2 separate regions of the Sander lucioperca genome follow, and region 2 is linked to region 1. The links are chromatin contacts, called in public Hi-C maps. All regions are on one chromosome and are shown on one strand. The core of a region is the stretch at or near the end of the contact, and the rest is flanking DNA. Distances in the headings are between cores, read along the strand shown. Region 1 holds the start of tmem44 (transmembrane protein 44). Region 2 holds the start of xxylt1 (xyloside xylosyltransferase 1).

Region 1 (6,914 bases), core at 3,862-6,361:
TCAAAGAGAGGAGTTCATTTAAACATGAGCCGTTCTCTAAAACAAGACTGGTTTTTGCTGTGTAGATGATATTTAATTATGGGCACAACTGTACACTGCAGAATGAAGCCACGTTTCACTTAGCTTCAAATCACCAGTTAAAATATAAACCCTGCTTCTCACAAATATTCTCTCCATACAATTTTACCCACAAAACACACACAGGTCTCTATAGAGTTTGACTCATCAATCCTACAAGAGTATGCTGACTGTTGTCTTCTTACAAGAATCTCTGACCTCTGTCTGATTTACTTCCCTCAGAATCACATGTGAAAAGCAGAAAGCTTGGTGTGCAGCAGCACAAACTCCTGACCTGTCTGAGCGCTGGACTTTCATTTGCTCATTATAACTTATAAAATTAATTTGTGAGGCATGTAATCTAATCTCACACAGAGAGCTCATTATACAGGAGGTATACAGATCTAGAGATGCTTGAGGTAGATGGACAGAAGAACAGATAGTGTTGTTTCAACCCTGTAAGTAGGTCAATTACAATGTCTCTTCATAAGCTGCCGTGCTGTGTTGTGCAGGGAAAGGCAATACATTAAGTATTCACAGCAGGTGGCACAATGTGATATAGCACAAGTAAACAGCAGTCAAACATCCTGTTATATTCATTCATACTTTCACAATAATCACACAATTATGTCAACATGCTGTCGCCACCTAGTGGCACACTATAAGAAGTACACTTCATAGCTATAATTATTGACTGACTTGAGCTTTAGATATTCAAAACGTTTTCAACAAGTGTAATCAGAATCATTGAAATGAAATAAAGGTGAAATATTACTATCAGGTTATTCCTGGATAAACATTAAATCAGAGGGGTTAATATGATTGTTGATAAAAAAACAAAAACAACAATGACAACAATTTATTGTGCAGTTGCTGACTACAGTGTCAGTATTTTTGCATTAAATGTATTAATTACGCATTTCTATTAGATATCTGCTCTGATTGGTTAGTGTACTCAAGTTTGTAAGAAAATGTCATGCTGCTCACCAACAGGGCTCCAACCCACCTCCAGATCTGAGCTGACTTGTGAAGAGTCACAGGAGTTATCTGAAGAGCAGAAACTGTCGACTTGCACCGTCCTGTTGAGAGGCCAGTCCTCCACATCCTCCTTGGACAACTTCACCTCCTTCAGAAAAAACAAACAAAAATACATACATATTCCACTGCAAGAATAACCACTGATTAATGTAAAGAAAATATGCAGCGAGTATGCAGTCTGTGCCACCACAGATTATTTGCTTACTTTTTTTGCAGGTTGAACACTGACATCCATATAATGGCCCATCTCAGTCATCTTCTGGACATTTTCTGTCTTTGAAGAAAAGGTTTAATAGTATCATGTTCAAAACAAGACATTTCATTTTATGAAAATGACTCGGATCTAAAAGGAATGCCTGCATCCTGTCTTCTTTTTACTTTATGCACATTTAAGCTGATACATCCAGATAAATCAATAAGTGAAGTGACAGAGTAAGTAAAATTCCTATATTGTCAATGTTAAATAAACAATTACTTACTTCGTACTTAAATTCACTCAGAAAGATCAGGATTCACATACGATTCCAAGGGTTTAGGAACACAAATAGGACCTAAAAACAGTAAGTATGAAAACTTACTTTTGTTCGTGCTGATGAATGAACTTGCTGTTTTCTCTGTCTCTTCATGACAGCGTTATCCTCATGGGGGAAGCCCGAGCCACCTAAAAGGCTCTCTGTATCTAAAGAAAAAGTGGTAAGCTGCTGTCTGGTCCCTCTCTTCCACCAATAGATGACAAGAATCTGAAGATGTTGGATTTAAGGTAAACAGATCACACCTGGTTGAAAATCAGTACAATTCACATACATTCAAGCAATTGAAGACATCATTGAAATCAACAGTGTGGGCAGTATTGTGAAGTTCCTCTTTTGTAATTATGACTTTTGGGTTTCTGTTTATGCTGCACTTTTTCCTGTCTGTCATGGTGCCTTTTGCTATTGCTGCTGCTTAAAACGTTACTAGAAAGAGTTCAGAACTTGGAAAAGCTAAATCAATAGTGTGTTATAAATGCTACAGACCATCTCCAGTTCTGTGGTCAAAGCCCTGGTTAAAGGCTTTGGTAGCTGGTGTGAGACCCTGAGCCCGACAGAGTAAGTAACATAACAACAACAGTATCACTCTTTGCTATATAAGAATACAAGAAGGTCCAGGATGACACAGCATATTGCTGATAGCAGCCACGGGATGACTCTTAAGAGAAACGCAAACTGAGTGTCGTAGAGGAGTATGGCAGCAGCATAGAGCGCACCAGCCAGTGAGCACAGCAGTCCAGAGAACACGTAGGCCCCGGTCAACATCCGTCCTCTGTACTAAAGGGAGAAAACAAATGTGATTTGTTTATAAGCGATTTAACACTGGGAACTATTTTGGGAAAGCAATAAGTGGCTCTGACAACAAAACACTCATGGACTGTTTGTCACTTACTACTCTGCAGAGTGCAGGGAACCTGGAGGTACAGGTGATCACACAGGACAGCAGACCAAGCATGTAACCCAGGATTTCAGTGTTGTCCTGTTAGAAGAACAGTTTTAAGTTGTTATGTCAGACACGTTACTACGAGGTCAGGGTATTAAGTCTAAATAGGTCGTGTTGAAGAACATGAACATCCATCCACACTGCAGAAATTGAAGATGTTAGAGCAGCCCTAAAATGTTATGGAGTGCCATGGGGAAACAGTCTTGAGGCGCACCCAGTCATTAAATGGTTTGTTGATTTTCCTGTGAGAGGATTAGCGTCCAAGATCTATGCTAAACTGATGCAAGCATCCATAGGAGAACTCCCAATAGCAAGGAAATGGGAGCGAGAGCTGAGCCCTGAGGGGAACGCAATTAATTGGGAGACAGTTTGCGACAATATTTTCCATTGTTCCAAGAACCCAAATCAAGCAGATCCACTTCAACATATGTCATAGGACATACTGGACTCCTCAGAAGAGATGCGTCTCTAAACTCATTCCCACTCCCTTTTGCACGTTCTGTCAACCTGAACAAACTAGAACTTTCCTGCACATGGTCTGGGAGTGTGAACAGGTGCATGAGTTCTGGAATAAAACAACATCAATAATATCTGATGTGATAGGATGTTGAATTCCTACTGACCCGATTGTTTTGTTACTTAATGATGACTCTAAATTACACCTGCTTGGGAGACAGAAGAAAATTTGGCTAGCCGGCTCAACCACAACCAAGAAAATTATAGCTCAACGCTGGCTCCCCCCCCCCCCCCACTCGCTTTGTATAAAACAGTGGTTGGCGTATTTTCTAGACATAGTTGTACTTGAGCTCTCTACAGCAAGGATTAACAAAGCCAAATCATTGACTATCAACCTATGGAAAAACGCAGCAGCACAAATATCAGACCTAATGACCTCAGCACCACAAGAATTAGAAGAGAGTGACTAGGCAAAGTGTGATTTCTGTTTTTGTTTTTGCTTATTTGTTTGTTTTTGTTTTCCTCGAGACCGCAGAGGGTGGGGGGGTGGGAGATGGGTTTTTTTCTTGTTCAATTGTGTTTGTTCTGTAGGTTCAAAAATATAAAAATAATAAAAAATGTATCTAAAAAAAAAGAAGAAAAAAAAAGAAATTGAAGATGTTGTGAATTATATGAACTACTGAGTATTTAAAACTACGGAACGACAGATAAGTGTGAGTAAAGTGTAAATGCACAAATACCTTCCACCCGTCACTCACAACACATTAAATGGAAATGCATTTGTCCATGGAACTGCAATGTGCCGTACAATTAAAGGACTACAACTGGCCACGGTGGTGGTGTGTGTGCTTACTTGCAGGGTGGCATGCAGCAGTCTCCTCACGCTAAGAGGTCTGTCTGCTGGCTGGGTCACCATGGACTTCAGAAAACCTCCTGCAACCACCATCAATACACACACAGCAAGTAGGTGCTGCCTCCTCCGCCCCCTCTTCATCCTCAGCCTCCTTTCTGAGGGAGAACACACACACACACACACACACACACACACACACACACACACACACACACACACACACACACACACACGTTTGCAGTTGGGCACAGTTATAACACATCCTCTATTCATTTGTTTGGTTATCTGTAGAGCGTCTCTGATAAGTCTCCTTGCTGTTTTGCCTAAAGGGTTTAGCCAGTTAGGTGCTAATACTAAAACACTTGTGCTACCTACCTCCATTTTGTTTGAACAGTGTACAGTTGATCGAGTTCTGGGAATGATAAGGTTTGCATTACTATTGAGAATTGGCATTACTCTAAACGTACCTGCCTTTGAGTTCCAGCACAGGAGCACAGGGAAACCGCATGTCATAAAACTGACAGCATCCATAGCAGCAGCAAAAGCACCCATCAAAATCTACAGAGAGGAAGCAGAAATTAGTTATTACTGCATGCAAAAGATACGTGCCACGATATAAAAGTATGCTACCTGAATATGCAGCTGTCTGGAAAGAATGGCTCCAATTGTGCTGCACATGTTACCGATGAGGCTGTAGAGGAAAGTGATGGTTTCTCCTGGATTCCCTCCCCGAAATGTGCACCTCTGATACACGAGCCTAAAGAGTTGACACGGCTTTAATGTAAGATCATTTTCAATAAATTACTGGAACAAGTACAATGAAAAACTACTTACAGAAAGCATGACAGCAGTAAAAGCAGCGCAGACAGGAAGCTGAGACCGACGGGGACGCAAAGTTTGTCTGCGCCATGAGAGAAACAGGTAGTGACTGAATCGACGCAAAATTCAACCAAACTGTAGAGAAAAGTGTTGAGATTTCCTCTCGTCTGACCCTCTAGGGTCAATGAACGTCCCCCCATATTAATTGCGAATATGTTGTTTGCATTTCGTGGTACTAGAAGAAAAAAAACGAATCCGTGCAACACCTGTGCTGCAATGCATCCGCCAGAAGCACAAGAGCATAATGGAAGCGCCTGCTTATTTTAGGGAGGAGCTCACCTGTGCTGTGATACACTACGGAATACTGGATGCTGTGGGAAATTAGATGTAGGCTAGAAGTCTCACGTTTGAAAGCTAATTTGAAATGAATGCATCCCTTCTAAAAAGAAAGAAAAAGAAGAAAAAAAAAGTCAAACCTGTATCAAAGTCGAGCATTGGCAGACAGTAATCAGGATCACGGTCCTGCTCAGCCCGAGGAGCAGAATCCTATGTCAGGTGCTGCATCCTCCCGAGGTTCAGGCTCACACAGGCGGTCCTGATGATGGAGGGAAGTTCTGCTCAACTTTCTTACACCCATGGCGCGGGGGAGAAACCTTTTATTCCCAGAGAGTTGGTGGCTAGAACGCTTTGATAAGACACAGTCCTGGGAGTTGGCTCTAAAGAAATTTCCTCATTCATTGTTTAGAAGGGTCATGGCCTCTCTTGTTGGCTTTGAAGGCCTCTTGGCTGTAAGCACTGGGCAATCAATGAACACAATTCCTTGATTGGCTCGACAACCTTGAGATCTGATAAAAAAAACAATTCAATATGCTAGTCTGGGTATTAGATCCCCCCATAACACAAAGCTCGAGATCAAATCTAGATGTTTTAGGGCTGCCCCAACTCTTATTTTTAAACAATCGTCTGCAAAGTTTTCGTGAATTCGGCTTTGTTATAAACACTATGGGTGAGCCTTTTCACATCAGTCATTTCATTAAATGATATTCAATTATTGATTAATGTATTTTTTATACTTCTTAACTGCAGCAAATAGTTTTTAAATAGATGAACCTTTACAGGAATGCATATCGTAGATGAATAATTATTTAAATTTGCGATTTGAATTTTAAAACTATTACTACTACTACTACTACTTTAAAACAATTTTTAAACGTTTGCTAATACACTGATTATTTTTCTTTCAGTTTGCACTATAGCATTAACCAATGATAACCTTGTGGAAATGGAGTAAAGGAGGGATGCACTAACATGAAAACGTTCAATTTATTTTATAATCTTAGTAACATTAATCACAACTGTATATGGATAAAAGCAGTATCAAACATACAGTAATGTATATGGTTAATGTAGACTTTGCAATGTGTCTTTTGAAACACCTTCAAAATACAAATTGAAAATGTCCTGTTCAATGTGTAATAAAATTCACATCCTCTGAATGTTGAGTCCATTTCTGAACACTGTGGGGAGATCGGATGTACAACTGGTGATCCAGTTTATAGAATGCATTGCACCAATATGATTTTCTACCCAGAGCTGTACATGATCATCATTTGTTAATATAATAATAGAGACAGTCTGATCTTTCCATACTCACAGGATTAAAGGGCCTATATCTACCTACAGATACTAATCAGCATAAATTCCTTTGGAATCACATGTGAACTGCAGTGCACTTTTCCATTCCTGCTGAAATGTATCTGTAATTAAAAATGCTTTTTTTTTTTTTTTTAGATCATCGTCAGGCGTCCAGATGCTTGGTAAGACGGCGTACTTTCTCCTTCTTGTTGTGGTTGCCGTGTTTTTTCCAGGGTTTTCCCACCACCGCCTCTGATCCAGGTTTTCCGGGGCCGACAGGTCCGCTGCCTGGCTTGTAGCCCATGACCGACTGAACCCCCTTAGAGAGCGCCCGCACATTCTCCTGAAAACAGAGATCCCATCAATACTCAAGCAGTTCAATTTTTTATTTCATGATAACTGCTAATAAGGCATTTTTCTTACTAACAAGAGGACAGTAGATCTGCCATACCTGATGGAAGAAGTTCTTGTCAACCACATTTTCAATTCTCCGGATTTTCTGTTTGTTTGTTGTTGTGGAGGAGGAGGAGAGGTCACAGCCGTCCGAGTCTCTATTCAGGAACTTGTTGTGCTGCGGCTGGAA
Region 2 (6,302 bases), core at 131-2,630, 190 kb after region 1:
GCTATCACTGTCCCCTTTCCTAGATCTTAATCCCTTGCTCTCTCCTCCTTCATCTCGCTCTTCCTCTCCTTGCTCCTCAGATCCAACTGGGTGTGAGAGCCTGGTGTCCACAGTTAGGTCAGCATCGTTTCTGTTGGCGTTGTGGCTGGCCTGGGTGTGCTTGATCCTCTTTGTGGTGCTGGAGAAGTTCTGCCTCTCTGAGCCAAAGTAGTAAAAAGCTACAACAGCAAGTGCAGCGGCCAGGAGAAGCACAAACTGATAGGACCTGAAAGTACTGATCCTACCCATGATTCTGGCTACCAGTCTTAGGATGCCCATACCTCCCTCTTGAGGTCATGAGAATGGGGGTGCACAAGGGAATACATTCAGCATTTTGTGTCCCTCCGGTTCATTATTATTTTTGGTAAGTTGCTGACATTTTCCTGTAAGAGAAAGAAAACACTCATTTTAGTCCTGATGCACAGAGATGGCAGTAATAAAGGGTTTGACTTTTGTGCACTAACTTCCGGCATGTTACCTTCACATTTAGTCAAGACCCACTTAGAAATACTTACAGGTGTTTATAAGGTCAATGGATTTTTAGCAAAGTAAGATTTAGTGTTTAAAACATTCTTGTACTTTTTGTTAAACTGAAATGGAAACTCTTTTAATGCTCCATAACAAATGGTTTTGGTTTGACATCCACAGCTGGATCACAATCCAAAAGTTACTATCCTGTAACGTTACTATCCAATTCAGTATAAACCAACACATCTCACGTAATCTATCTCAAGTAATTTATCTTTTCTTACATGCATTCCTACTATTGTACTATTCCAATAACGTTACCTTTTTTGAAGCGTTTTTGAAGGTCTCCTCGACTAGGTAAAAGGGGTAAATGGGGTGCCTTTACAGAAAAATGACAGAAGTGTCTCATGTCGTTGATCTCTGCAGTTCCATTTTGACAGCTTGTTCGACCTGTTACAGGATCCTCACGTTTATGAAGCAATGTTACATTTGCTAACGTTACACTGAAATATTACGACACCGTTAACGTTCACGGAATGCCAGATAATCCAAATACCTGCAGCAAACTGTTGACATGCCAAGTGGTAGCGAGAATGCTAGCTAGTTATTAGCAAGCGACGTCTTTGCGCCTGATACAGTTGCCCTCCGACGCTGTTTGTTTAACCCAAGCATAAAGCCAAGCACTGTTTGATTGTTTAAAATTGCTGATGTATCGTTGCATACATTGGTCGTTCTTAAAGTATTACGGAGTTTGCATGGCTTTGTGATTTCGATAAGTAAAACGACTATTTGGAGAAATCACTAACGTTAGCTAGCAGCCTAGCAACAAAATGCTATGACACAACTTTAACCACACCCACTTTGGCTTCAGCTTTTTCCGAGCCGTGCTGCCATTACGTACAGTTGGAAAACTGAGACTCACTGTAAATGAATTTGATTTTAATGTAGATGTCTTTATTTCTCCATTGTATTGACCACATTTTCCGTGATTGTTCATTTAAGATTCTACAGTATAAATCACGCTTTTAAATATATATATATAGTATTTAAAATTATCAAAAACCTAATTTAGTTTTTTTTTTAATAGCTCAACCAAAGTAGCCTACTAGTGGAGTTGCAAAGATGCGATAGTTTCTACACCAGCAACGATACTATATAATGTTTACATTATAGCTATAAACATAATAACATAAACCAGGTGTCTTCAACGTTTTTTAGGCTAAGGACCCCTTAGCTGAAAGAGAGACGAAGCAGGAAGCCCCTACTGCATAAATTGTATGAAAATTGAGTTGCATATTAAACTGGGCCGGATGGATGAAAATGGATGGATTGATATTTATATATTATTTATACATCATGTTTTATGTTTTAATGTGGAAGGCGCAGTGAATCCTTAAGCTTAACTGTATCTGTGGGTGGCTACCATAGTGGCTCCCTTACCTATAGTAAATGTGTAAATTAAATGGGGAATAGGCCGATTTATCTTTACTAATAATATGTTGGATTCATGTTAATGTATATTTTAGACATATTTTAGTTTTTTAAGAAAAAAACAATTTGGTGGTCCTCTGCAGTAACTCTGAAGACCCCCTGTTGAAGATATCTGATATAAACAATGAACCATATTCATGTACTGCACATGATGCACATTTTCTCCTCGTTGTGCTGTTTCTGGAGCTTTATAAATATACAGTACATATAGATATTTACTCAAGTAACCTACTGTACTTGAGTTCAGTCTTGGAGAACTTTACATGAGTTTTTCCATTTGATGCTCCTCTATACTCCAGTGCATTTCAGCGGAAACTATATTGTAACTAATTTTGACGATATATTGGTATCAGCGTATATGTCTGCCAGAAAGTAACAAAAAATTGCAGTAGGCCTACAGAAATGTCAAACTAAATTTGAGGTAATTACAGTATCTCATATATTTGACAGTAAATATCCATCTTAGTATGTAAATCTAAGGGTTTTTTATCACAATGTTGTTTTTTTACGTTATGTTTATCAACAACTGTTTAAAAATGCATATAGCCTATAATATATATATATATATATACTACTGGTCAAAAGTTTGGGGTCACTTAGAAATTTCCATTCCACTCCATTACAGACAGAATACCAGCTGAGATCAGTTGCATTGTTTTTTTAATCAGGGCAGCAGTTTTCTTATTACATTATGTGCTTAGATAATTGCAAAAGGGTTCTCGACTGTTGTAGAAAGAAGTAGCTGATCTTTAATGCAATATCTACATTGCCCATTATCAGCAACCATTCATCTAATGTTCCAAAGGCACATTCTGTTTACTAATCTGATATCATTTTAAAAGGCTAACTGAGAAAACATTGGAGAACCCTTTTGCAATTATCTAAGCACATAATGTAATCTGAAAACTGCTGCCCTGGTTAAAAAAACAATGCAACTGATCTCAGCTGGTATTCTGTCTATAATGGAGTGGAATGGAAATTTCTAAGTGACCCCAAACTTTTGACCGGTAGTGTATATGTATACTTTTTATACGTCTATGGTGTGTATGTATAATATTATATGTTTTAAACTCACAAATATTGATATCAGTATCGGCCTCAAAAATCCAGTATCAGCCAAGCTATAGACAAACAATTACCTTATAAGATATGATGCAATGCAATACAATGCAAGTATTTTTAAAAGGTAGTATTACTATTTTTACCACTGGTAAATATCAACCAAAAGCATTATTTTCCCGTGTTTGCTAGGGAAAACTCATGAATACGAGTTTACAAACTGCACGTGAAAGCAGCATCCGTGCCTCGCGACATTTTCGGCAGCGGCATTGTTGCTCTTTGCTGCTCGCGGCCGTTGCGGATTTGCCCGCAGCAAATGTACCATCTTCTATCTACAGGAGCAATGCTAGCTTTTGTAATCGCCTGATGTTGTTTTTTTCGTAAACGTTACCCAGCTCGTTTCGTTTTAAATTCAGGCACGTTGCTAGCACAAAGCTAGCTAGCTTGATTAGCATTCGCGAAAAATGAATTCCAACACGCACGTCATTCAGGTGACAAATGTCTCCCCGAGCACAACGTCCGAACAAATGAGGACTCTGTTTGGATTCCTCGGGAACATAGAGGAGCTCAAACTGTTTCCACCTGAGTGAGTATTATGAACTATTAATTGGTAAAACGATGTCTTTGCCGAGCTTACGTGGCTCACGCTGGGCTTCTCTTGAGGCCTGTAGTGTCGAGTAACGTTAGGCCTCTCTGCACGGCATGCTAATGCTAACGTTTGCCCGCGCCTTTAGTTCAGCAGCAGCACTCGCCTTAACGATTCCGTATGAGGGACACATGTACTGATAATTTCTCATGTTATGTCATTATGTGAGGGTTTAAGCAAGGATTGAAATGTCCTTTCTTTTACAGACTCAAATGTAGCTAGTTAACAGTTATGGAGCTTTCACACCGCTGCGCGCTAACCCGCCGCCTCTAGTCATTTCTATGAGGAGAAGGCGGCAGAGGCGAAGCGGTTTTGATCACGGCGATAGGGGTATGCGGTTGCCGCCCATGGGAACGCGCAAGTATTCTGCTCTGCTGCCCAGAGTTCACAGTGCTGTACCTCTGCCGGGCGGCAAGAACCGCTTTTAAAAACGCTTTTGCAGGCATTGCCTAGCATTAACCAATTTAAGCTTCTGTCTTTTTCTGCTTTACATCACTGTAAATTTAATTTGTATTTTCTCTTTTTCTGACAGACTAAACAATTAAGTAATGGGAAAATTAGTTTGTCAGATTAATCAACAGTGTAAATGAACATTAGTTGCAGCCCTAGATGTAACAGCTGCAGCATTTTCTTAATGTAGGAATTGCTGATTTAAACAATGTGGAAAAACAAATTAACTTAGCGTTAATGTTGTCATGTCAGTGACGTCCTGTTGGCAATCCCTTGGGTTCCCCACATCTCCCTTGGGATGCTAATGAGCTACTGCAATACGTACTCTACAGTATTTTAACATTGACTATAGTAGGAAATAATTGTTCTCTGCTTTGTATTTTCCTGTATCCAATTACACCTGGCTTCTCAGCAGGTAGGACATGTCGAGGACCATAACAACATCAAAGGTTCAAAGCGTCAGTGATCGACAGTGTTCTTTGATTCTCAACAGATTGTCGATGAGAGTTGTGATAACACTACAACACACTATAAAACGTCTCTAAGATACCTTGTTGGTCTAAGCAAAGGATGGTAGAGGTCAGAGAGTGGATGAGATTGTACAGCCCATAATCCATTATTAAGTTAGTTGTCCCTGGGGACACAACACTCATTGTCAGTTTGAAGAAGGCATGTTGGGTCTCCTTGTTTGTATTCTTTGCACAACATATCTGTATTTTCTTCCAGTGACTCTCCCTTGCCTGTGACTTCACGTGTCTGTTTTGTAAAGTTCCTTGAGTCTGAGTCGGTGGGAGTTTCCCAACACCTGACGAACACCGTCTTCGTGGACCGAGCCTTGATCGTGGTCCCTTTTGCCGAAGGTGGGTGTCTGTTTTATTCTTGTCTTACTTACATGGATATCTGTGAACATACATCAAAATTTGTAGGTTGTTTTGATAGAATAGCAAACACTATCTGAGCCATTATGAGTTTTTGTGACCAAGCAAAATTTGCTAAGCTTTACAGTGCTTGGCATTTTTAGGTATGTAAAAGGGAAATGTACATTTGTGTCCATGTCTGACAATCTAGCTGTAAACTTCTCTCTCTGTTATTTGTGTTGTGGTTTTCATAGTGGACAAGTCATTTGCAGAGAGCCCCTTCCTTGCTGGCTGAAAGTGGTCCTCTGCTGCCATCAGGAGATTAGAAAAAAATAATGGCACCAGGCTCGCAAGCCCCCTTCTGTCTCTTGTTCTGCAGTAAAATATTAACTCTTTATTTTTTTCTCTCTGTTCAAGGCATCTTTTCTTGAGAAAAAAAAAAAAGCCACAAAACTCTTAAGTAAAATAAGGGAGTGGTAGGAGAGGGTGCAGGGCAATCTCAATTCAAAGTTCAAAGAGTTTAAATATTTTTTAAATAAAATGTACGTCGATTAGTAGGCATGCACCAGACTAGGGATGCCCCGAGCAGATCTGCTGGATCGGTATCGAGGCAGATCAAGACATTTTTTTTAGTTAATTGGTATTGACTTTAAAGCCATTTCTGATCCTGTTTATATTTGAACCTTTTGCACTCTGGGTATGCCAGTTGTCAAAATTTCCCATTGTGCTTGAACCAATAAACATCAACAATGAGTTCACTTCATGTTATCCACACTGATGGCATGCATCAGCGTGCTGATGTTATACACCGCTTAAAAAAACAGATCCACGCCGACACTCCTTTGTCCATTGATAATATATGCAACGCCGTAGGAAACATTAAAGACCCTGCACATACACACTGGTGTTTCCAGTTACTGGCTGATAAGGCATATTTTCAGGTTTAAGTTGGGCGGGGCTAAGGTGGGAGTTTGCTTAGGTCACCAAACTCCAGGTGTAAGTTGCCCTGCCCTAACAGGTGCAACAAAGCCTAGCAATAGAGTGAGGGAGATGTCAATCAAGCACGGTCTTACAGGTCCACACAGTTCTGAGGAGAGATCAAATCAGCCAAATAAGCGAAGACTTTACCTGTGTTGTGGTGTTAGGGTGTGGCTTTGTTTTCTTAATGTTAAACAAACCTATCCCAACTGAATTACTTTATTAAATGTAATCTTGGCCTGATAGGCTGAGAATAGGCTGCATTACAAAAGGAAAATATAAATAGTGTATTGGGACTTGGTATTGGCAGAATG

The links. Hi-C and Micro-C count contacts between places; a contact is called where the count stands out from the background.
Region 2: a contact with region 1 is called in a Hi-C map of muscle, with 6 times the contacts expected there. The contact joins the promoter of xxylt1 here to the promoter of tmem44 in region 1. A contact is called at or near these places in 2 of 2 Hi-C or Micro-C datasets (liver and muscle).

What each region holds. Positions count from the first base shown.
Region 1 is chr11:3,790,840-3,797,753 of SLUC_FBN_1.2, forward strand. tmem44 (transmembrane protein 44) reads right to left here and starts at 5,112. Exons shown (of 11, transcript XM_031307491.2): 1 at 4,947-5,112; 2 at 4,712-4,945; 3 at 4,508-4,634; 4 at 4,345-4,435; 5 at 3,878-4,032; 6 at 2,518-2,604; 7 at 2,232-2,402; 8 at 1,674-1,835; 9 at 1,301-1,369; 10 at 1,064-1,183. The coding sequence starts at 4,999. It overlaps lsg1 (large subunit GTPase 1 homolog), which reads right to left. Exons shown (of 15, transcript XM_031307276.2): 14 at 6,783-6,914; 15 at 6,130-6,674. The coding sequence ends at 6,495.
Region 2 is chr11:3,987,447-3,993,748 of SLUC_FBN_1.2, forward strand. It overlaps xxylt1 (xyloside xylosyltransferase 1), which reads right to left and starts at 1,381. Exons shown (of 5, transcript XM_031307318.2): 1 at 829-1,381; 2 at 1-422. The coding sequence starts at 318. LOC116055271 (serine/arginine-rich splicing factor 11) reads left to right here and starts at 3,283. Exons shown (of 12, transcript XM_036007138.1): 1 at 3,283-3,643; 2 at 4,880-5,013. The coding sequence starts at 3,522.